Linked DNA regions of Drosophila melanogaster: region 2 is linked to region 1. A link is a contact called in public Hi-C data. All regions are on one chromosome and are shown on one strand. The core of a region is the stretch at or near the end of the contact, and the rest is flanking DNA. Distances in the headings are between cores, read along the strand shown. Region 1 holds the start of Prosbeta7 (Proteasome beta7 subunit). Region 2 holds the start of mia (meiosis I arrest).

Region 1 (4,701 bases), core at 914-3,413:
GCGGCTATGACGCCGAACTGAGAATGTTAGAAGAGCCCGATCTTCTACTGACCACGCCGCTGGAGGACATTCCGCAGAGTCCGGATAGTGTGTGCTCGCTGGGAGAGTCAGTGCCATCCGTCTGCTATGCCAATTGCCAGCGCTGCAGCTTCGCCAGCAGCATACAGGAACAGCGATCCTCATTGTTCATCCAAGAGGAATCTAAAGAGGCAGAGCGCAATCAGCAGGTAGAAACAGAGGACTCTCATCTAGCCGCCAGTGAAGCAGCACTCCTGAGGCCTCGTCCGCGTCCAGGCAATCTTCGATTGCCCACTGGCTCCATTTCATCAATGAGGAACCTCGGCAACGATCAGTGGAAGGTTGTGCGGGGCAATTTCTTTATGATCTGCGGCGCGAACATAACCTGCGCCTGCGCCAGGAGTCCCAATGGCATCTCCCGTTACAGTCATCTGGGTGATGGTTGCCTGGACCTGATTCTCGTGAAAAAGACCTCACTGCTCAACAACGTGCGTTTTCTGCTCAACACGGCGGGCAGAAGTGGTGATATTGTGAGTACTAACTATTACAACTATTCAACTTTCACATCCAAAAGAACACCTTTCCTATAAGAGGCGTCCATTTCCTTTGAAATAACATTTCCATAACATTTTAACTGCATCTTTAATTGCCAAATCCCCTAAGCCTACAAGCTGAGCTTAGTGCTTTCTATCCTAAAAGCCAAAAACCCAAAACCGAACCCCATCTAGCTCGGATTGAAGCGAGGGAAATCTGTGACAGAAAGGTTATTTTACGAAGATCTACTAGCCGCTCTGGTGGCATCCATATAAAGTATATACTTGACCAGTTTCAACAATATAATGTTTTATCTAGTGAATGCGATGGTATCTTTTACTGTAAAAATATAAATGAAAAATAAAAGGATACAATTAAATTTTGTAGAAAACAATAAATATTTAAAAACATTTTCCCATTGCAGCGCAATTTGCCTTTTGTAGAGGTATATCGCACAAGGGAATTCCGGTTCAGAACTTTTTCTGCCAGCGAGGAGGACTACAGCTTGGCAGGGTCTTGTCAGCCGATTACACCGCCTGAAGAAATGACCGCCCACTCCTCCTCGACGGAGTTTTCCAGCTGGAACTGTGATGGAGAGGTGGTGACCGACCTGGACATAACCATGCGGTGAGTTGGTTGTACCTTTAACTTCAATAAATCGCTTATTAACCGTTCCGTATCTGGCAGATCGCATTGTCAGCTCATCGAGGTCTTCATGCGGGGTCCCCATTCCTACAGCAAGCCCCTCAAGGGCGGCACCACGCCCACAACCCCAGCTAGCTCTAGCGACAATGTTTACTGCTGCTGCAAGGACTAGAAGCTTTAACCCCATAGAATTAGCATCAATCGTTGGCCGTGACATGTAGCTCTTAGTTTTGCGTAGGGTATCCTTATTCGTATATGTATCGTGTTAAAGAGCGGGTCTCCCCGTCATTGTTTTTAGCATAGCTCAATAAAGCAACTGATATTATCGACTGTATTATGGCATCTGAAAGATGCGGCAGCAACCTAAACATTCCCCTCGGAAGCATTATGCACATACCTATATATTTACAAATTGTGTACTGGTATACTGGCAATAAAAATGTATTTATATGTCTTCAAATTTATAATTCTTTATTATTAATTTATATGATCAAATGTTATGATAAAAAACTTCGTTGGGTTCCCAAAAACAACAATCCGGAACATGTGCGTTTTTCCCACCAATATGAATAAAAGCAGAAGTTTTAGCAAAAGAACCTTATTCCGCTTAAAAAGCTATGGAGAATCGTGTTCGAAGGGAGAGAAGGGAGATATTGGATTTGTAGATTGACCAGGATAATTTCCAAACGTCATTTACATTTATTGCTCTCGATTCTTATACTTTAATGACCATTGAACGGCTTAAAATGAAGTAAAGCAAATGGTCATTATATATTAACTAAACATATATTTAGTTTCAAGGAGTAGTAAATACCGTAGAAGCAACGGGTATACATGAGTCTTAATCCTAATTGAGTGAAAAGTTCTTTAATTTCTTATCTTTCTTCTCCTTGATTTGTATTATCAACGAGGATTATAAAGACAAAAGTAAAAAAACAAATTCAGTATAGGCAGCGTGGTGTTAACTGTTTTACATTACTTTTAACATCAACATCTAATAAAATGTTAAAAAGTTCACAATTAAACTTCAAATTAATTTAATTTAACACATGTAAAACGGTGTGACCAAGCTAATAGTGGATTCATCTTTGGTATGTCTGGTATTTTTAGCTACCGGTTGCCGATACTGGTATTGCCGCCCGCCTAAAGTCTGTTCACACTGCGCTGACTCTTGATTTTATTTGTGCCCGTCATTCTCCGGCAGCGACAAACATTTCAAAGTCTCGCGTTATTCCAGTCTCCGAATAAATTAGCATGTTGAACAACTACAACAGCCTAGCGCAGCCCATGTGGCAGAACGGACCCGCTCCCGGCGAGTTCTACAACTTCACGGGCGGACAGACGCCGGTCCAGCAGCTACCGCGGGAGCTGACCACAATGGGACCCTATGGAACCAAGCACAGCACGTAGGAACTGCGGATATGTTTATATGCAGATGTACCACTTGTTTACACTCCTTTTACTATTCCGCAGTGCTTCCAGCACCACGGGCACTTCCGTGCTTGGCATTCGCTATGATTCAGGAGTGATGCTGGCCGCCGACACCCTGGTGTCTTACGGATCCATGGCCCGCTACCAAAACATTGAGCGCGTCTTTAAGGTCAACAAGAACATCCTGCTCGGCGGGAGCGGCGACTTCGCTGACATCCAGTCCATCAAGCGCAACATCGACCAGAAGATGATCGAGGACCAGTGCTGCGACGACAACATCGAGATGAAGCCCAAGTCCTTGGCCAGTTGGATGACCCGTGTGCTCTACAACCGTCGTTCGCGGATGAACCCCCTCTACATTGACGTGGTTGTCGGCGGCGTGGACAACGAGGGGACTCCGTACCTGGCCAACGTGGATCTCCGTGGACGATCCTACGAGGACTACGTGGTGGCCACTGGTTTTGCCCGCCATTTGGCCGTTCCGCTGGTCCGTGAGAAGAAGCCCAAGGACAGGGACTTTACCGCCGTAGAAGCTTCCGAACTGGTAAGGAATTTCGAACTCTGATGGGGGGACTCTTCATTATTTAACTACCCTACCATTTTCTTATATTCTAGATCCGCACATGCATGGAGGTGCTTTACTACCGCGATACTCGTAATATTTCCCAATACACTGTGGGCGTGTGCAGCGTCAACGGATGCGGCGTGGAGGGGCCCTTCCAAGTTAACGAAAACTGGACATTCGCCGAAACCATAAAGGGATACTAGAGCCTCCGATTCTGAATGAACTTAGTTTAGGTCTAGCTCGGCGGTTTTGCATTAAAAAAAAACACTTGTCTAAGGATATGTGGTTACATGATTTATTAAAAATAAATGTGGCTGAAAATAATACGTTTAAAGTTATGGTTATTGTGTGATAGAAACTATCTTCGAGTTATTCTTTCGTTAATCTCTACTGATGGAATCAAAAAGTAGGCGTCAAACTAAGAAGCCCAAGGGAGTTTCCAAATCTAACTTGGACTCACCATTACGGTCTTACGTTCCTTATTTTCCCAAATTATAACCATCAATTATCATTAAAAGTTTTATTTTAGTGGATTTGTTGGTTATTCCTCCCGGCATTCAACTTATTAATTAATATGCAAACACTCCTGACAAACATATTTTGGTTTATTTTAATTAACATAAAATCTGGCTAAATATACAGATAATCAATTTGATCCAAAGGGGAATTTCGCAAAGGATAACTGCTTGGAATACGTGTCTTAAGTCGCCCATGCGCCTCCTAATCTCCGCCAGCTGCAAACCGAACCCCTTGTTAGTTTAGCATGGTATGCCTGTCGTAGATGTGGCGTCTCTGCTCGCGCACCTGCCGCTTCCACTTGTCCTGCTGGTGGCCCACACGATTGAGGACATTGGCTCTGGCACTGAGCTCCTGGTTGTTGACGGCTGGCAGGGGCGGCGTTGGTTCATCCTGGTTAGAAAAGGGTGGAAAAATGTGGAATTAGTCGAGGTGATCCAAGATCTGGCCGTGTTAGTTACTGTCTTAATGAAGTGACGGTGTGGGTTAGAAAGTCAACAAAATCTATAACGCAAAATGAAACAAAGGTGGTTGTGGAAATTAAAATCTATTCAAAAGAGTGGTGCTTCTTTATTGCCAACTAGTTGAGCCGCTTCGGCATCAACATCGTCATCTTCATCATCTTCGCCTTGGGCTGTAACTAGGAGGCTATACTGAATGCCCTTGTATCTAGAAAGCTTGTTATGTACATCTTCGTTGGTGTGCTCCTGGTAGTTCGCCTTCACTCGCTTGTTCAGCAACGGGTCCAGGCACATCAGGAAGAGCATGTATATTACTAAAATGGAGATGATCCAAATCACAATAATGACCACGACCTGGATGGGGGAGAGAGCTGGTTAAGTACGGACGGCTTTTGAGCACTCGAATTGACTCACCTTTATCAGCGTCGTATTTCTCGCCACATGGGAGCACTTGCACTCGGCGCATATGGGCAGCTCCTTGCCATTGGCATCCAAACGGGGCAGCAGGGCACCGGCACAGACGCTGAAATG
Region 2 (4,610 bases), core at 149-2,648, 190 kb before region 1:
TGTTTCATCAAACCAGCTCACCATCATAGACATTTATAAATTGAGATCCAACAAGTGAACTATAGATGTCCGGAACGTAAAATATAATTTAATCAGTCACAATTTAATCAAGTGCTAAAACACCAAAAGTGTCCCTAAAACATTCAGGAACAGCATTACCATTTATTTAATCAGGATGTTTTAAAAAAATTACGTTTATACCCGTTATTCGTAGAGTAAATAAGTAGACTATAAGTAGATTCTTCGAAAAGTAGAAAACAGGCAGAAGGAAGCGTTTTCGACCATATAAAGTATATATATTATTGATCAGGATCAATAGCCGAGTCGATCTGGTCATGTCCGTCTGTCCGTATGAACGGGATCTTAGGAACTATAAGAGCTAGAAGATTAAGATTCAGCATTCTAGAGACATCGACACAGCGCAAGTTTGTTGACCTATGTTGGCACGCCCACAAACCGCACAAAAATGTCACGCCCACAATTTTGAAAAATGTGTTAATAATTTTAAGCAAAAATACAGTTTCTCTAGATTTTTTGCCACGCCCACTCTAACTCCCTTCAACCGCCCAAAACTGCTACGGCCACATTCAAGCAAATTTTTCTCAATTTTATTAGACGTTCAAATTTCTATCGATATGAAAAAAACTTTTTGCCACTCCCACTCTAACACCCTAAAGACACCAAGTCACGCCCACACTTTTGAACAATTTTTATAATGATGAATAATGATGGAATTTCACGTTCGCATTCACACTAGGTAAGGAACGGGTATCAGATAGTCGGGCAACTCGACTATAACATTCCTTCTTGTTTTATATTAATTATACAATATATGTACATTTCTATAGATTTGACCTTTTGCCACGCCCACTATTATGCCCACAAACTACCAAAAGCTGACAAGCCGACTTTTTGGAAAAATATTTTTATTTTTTTCCGTTTTATGGATTATCTTACCCATTTCTATCGGTATACCAAAAGCATTTTGGCAACGCCCCTTCTTACACATTTTGTCTCATTTTATACCCAATCGATATCCCAGAGAAAGTACATGAAATTTTGGTTCGCACTTGCACTAGCTGAGTAACGGGTATCTAAAAATCGACTAAGGCGTTACCTCTCGTATGCGACAGCATGGGAAATATTTTGAGTAAAATTATTGATATAAATATTGGAGATTACACTTTAAATCAGTGCAAAACAAATTTTAAACAATAATCGCAAATATAGTATAGTATGTATATATATATATATATATATACCAAACTGTATGAAACTGATACGGACTTTCCTATTCCCATTCGTACTAGGCGGTTTCTACAATTTCACTTGACAATTATGTCAAAGTCAGGTTCAGTCGGTTGTGGAAATGCTGTAAAGGGCAGTAGTCGAAAGGAGCTCGACCTGGGAAGTTCTCCCAGAGGGCACACATTACACAAAAAAGTCTAAAAACGCGGTTTATTAAATGAACAGTTTTATTTTTATATTAAGTAAGTTTGTACAAAATCAACAATGATGGGAAGTGAATCTGTGCTATTAGGGATATATTGTTTTTTAAGTGTATCCGGAGTGCAACCGTCAATGATGATTAACCTAATTAACCTAGCTACCAAATTGTGGACCACGTAATACAACCCACATATATGTGATGATGATATATATGATATATAATATAATTAACTTTGTAATTAAATAACCGGCTAAGCTAAAATAATTGGTTATGAAGTGTTTTTGTTGGAAACAGTATTACTCCTCGGATAGGTTGTGGCAAGCTTTGCCAATGTTGAACTGACATTCAAAAAAAAATCAAACAAGCCGCATTTGAAACTCTCGCTTGATATTTTTGAAAATTCAATTGGCGGGTATCGGTATCGAGTGACGACCCTTTCTGACCGATAACGGCGTCGTGCATCGCCTATCGACCAGTGGCATCACTAGTGCCAAAATGTGGCAGTTTGAAAACAAAAACGCAACTAAAATGAAAACGTCTCAGAATGAAATGCCCGACAAGGACAAAAGTTTTCGCAGACATTCTTTGTCGCCGCGTTCTCTATCCGCGATATTCTTCCACAGCACTGGTCTGCATCTGGACGACGGAGTAGCACAGTGGCTATCCATCAATGTTAAGGAAGACATTACAAATCTGCTAAACGAGGCTGGAAAATACATGCGGCGCATCCGGGATCGGCGATTGCAACTGTCTCACATCCAGCATGCCGTCCGAATGCACGACGACCTCTGCTATGACATCTTTTTTAGGCTGGTCCATTGCGACGATTGCAAAATGCCTCCTTCCCAAAAAGTATTAAAAACCGTCCGCGAAGCTGTAACCGCCGAAAAAAAGGATGAACTTCTCGTTTCCTACCCGGAATCCGTGCAGGAATCTGTGCCGGAACCCGTGCCGGAGACTTCATTGGAGCCGCCTCCCATGCACACCGGGTGGCTAAAGGTGGAGCAGGTGCTGCTAAAGCCCAGCAAGCGCTATCCGCTGAGCATGGAACAGCAGAACTTCTTCGAGTTGGTAACCGAGGCCTGCGTAGGCGACTTGGAATCCCGGCGCGTGCTTGCTCTCAAAGCCATCTCCACTGATCCCTCGCTGGAGGAGTTGCTGCCCAGGTTGACCAAGTTCATTGCGGACGCAGTGGCTATCAACGTGGCCCAGCAGAACCTGCCGCTGCTCCTTTACCTTATGCGCATGGTCCGAGCTCTTTTGGGAAACCAGCGCTTCAGCCTATTGCAATATGTAAGTATTTGGTTCTGAGAGGAATAGGATAAGCTGAAGAATGCATCTGTTGAATTGCAGCTCCACCTGCTCCTGCCAGCCGTTCTATCCTGCCTGCTGGCCAAACAAGTGTGCGCATCTCCGAACTCGGAGGATCACTGGGCCTTAAGGGAATACTCCGGAAACATAATGGCCCACATAGTGCGCCAGTTCGACGCTGCCGACAACGGCATCCTGCCCAGAGTCATTGGGCAAGTACTCATCATGTGTGGGTTCTTTGGGTTATTTGTGAATTCATATCATTTTATTAGAGAGAAATCCATCTGGTAGAGGAATATAATCATATTAATTAATATTAATATGTCGTTACAAAATACCTAACGTAGCTCGTTTCACGTTAACTCATTGTAAATCATATAATATCTGAAATAACCACCAAGCTATTAATTAAATAAGTTGCTTACCCCTTCGATTTATATTGATAATAATTTTAGATAACAGCGATAATAACGTCTATGGCGCAAATGTTGCGTGCGACCACATGCTTAAAGAAGTGTGCTAAAAGTTTATTAAAATAACATCTCGCTGCTCGCTAAATCAATTGATTTTTGCTTGCAATCTCTATCGGATTAAAAAATATTCATTTATATTCCAGTGTTTACAACAAGGCGCTATTGAAGAAGCCACTGACAACGGTGTTTGGGGCCGTCATAGGCCTGGGAAAGATGGGGAATCATGCGGTCCGCGCATGCATTTTGCCTCAATTGAAGTACCTATCTGAACACATCGATTCACACATGGCCGCCAGTAATGACTCTCCCAGCTCCAGCGTAGACAGGCAAGCAGTTAAGTACATTCGTCATCGGTTGATGAAGATGTGCTCTCCCGTGCTGATGGGCATACATCAACCCCCTGATCTGCCGGAAGAGTTTATGGAGAGATATGGATCTTTGGGCACGCTGATGAGCGATGGCGTCACCGTGATGCGTACGAAGAAACAAGCAGTGGCTGCAGCCAAGGCGGAAGCAGAACTGAAGTTGAAAAATATGGCTACAGAACACCTTAACTCCAGAGGGAAAGGATCTCGATCCGTCGGCTCCAACGATCTTGTCTCTGGCACCCAGCTGCCCAAGAATGGTATTCGTCCCACAAGCCAAGCACCCAAATCTGTCTATTCAATTTCTGTGAATGGACAGACCGTCAAAATTTCGACGCCAAATCTTTGCAATACAATGCTTCAGCATCAAAAGAAGGATTTATTTTCCAAACCATCGGACTTTGTGGTTCCTCAATTAGTGGTTAATCAATTCAAAAACGGCTTAATCCCGTCCAATTCCCAGCGATCCAGTTCGCCGGCCAGGAACGTGATACATTTGAAACCTAACAACGACCATCCTTCAAAAATGGCTTTGTTCCTACGTCAAGCAATAACGGCAGATTGTCCAATAATTACTTAATTCAATAACCTATCTCTGTATGAAATAATTAAAAAATAAAATAATACACTTTTTATATTACAATCTTCCGCAAAGGTTTGCTTTGCAGCCATTGGAAGACAGGTCAAAACCTCACCAATATTGCTTTAAAACTAGTTATAAGAACAAATTGAGCGCATTCCGAATGGACACACAGAAGTGGATATCAGTATTTTGTATGTTGGAGTCAATAGTTAAAATCTTTAAATGTTTGATTTAAATTAAAAATAATTTGCTGTATTTTTTTAATATACATAAATAAATATATTCACATGTGCAACGAAAGAATATATAATATATATTTTATAAAAATTAATAAAATATTTGAAGTCATTGAAAACAAAAATTATTAGGTAACTATGTAATCAAATGATCATGATAGCGTTCATGATATATGTTTGGTGGAATTGGTA

What was found. A called contact is a pair of places that touch in the nucleus more often than the background predicts.
Region 2: a contact with region 1 is called in a Hi-C map of the Kc167 cell line, with 2.2 times the contacts expected there. A contact is called at or near these places in 5 of 107 Hi-C or Micro-C datasets (the Kc167 cell line, the S2 cell line, embryo and 1 more).

Annotation. Positions count from the first base shown.
Region 1 is chr3R:5,355,826-5,360,526 of dm6, reverse strand. It overlaps Prosbeta7 (Proteasome beta7 subunit), which reads left to right and starts at 2,163. Exons shown (of 3, transcript NM_141272.1): 1 at 2,163-2,603; 2 at 2,671-3,172; 3 at 3,244-3,515. The coding sequence starts at 2,452. The coding sequence ends at 3,396. Cerk (Ceramide kinase) reads left to right here. Exons shown (of 4, transcript NM_169050.2): 2 at 1-548; 3 at 977-1,179; 4 at 1,240-1,654. The coding sequence ends at 1,369. It overlaps CG1161, which reads right to left. Exons shown (of 5, transcript NM_141271.3): 3 at 4,585-4,693; 4 at 4,399-4,524; 5 at 3,779-4,102. The coding sequence ends at 3,947.
Region 2 is chr3R:5,547,956-5,552,565 of dm6, reverse strand. mia (meiosis I arrest) reads left to right here and starts at 1,398. Exons shown (of 3, transcript NM_001300252.1): 1 at 1,398-2,743; 2 at 2,804-2,973; 3 at 3,378-4,209. The coding sequence starts at 1,946. The coding sequence ends at 4,179.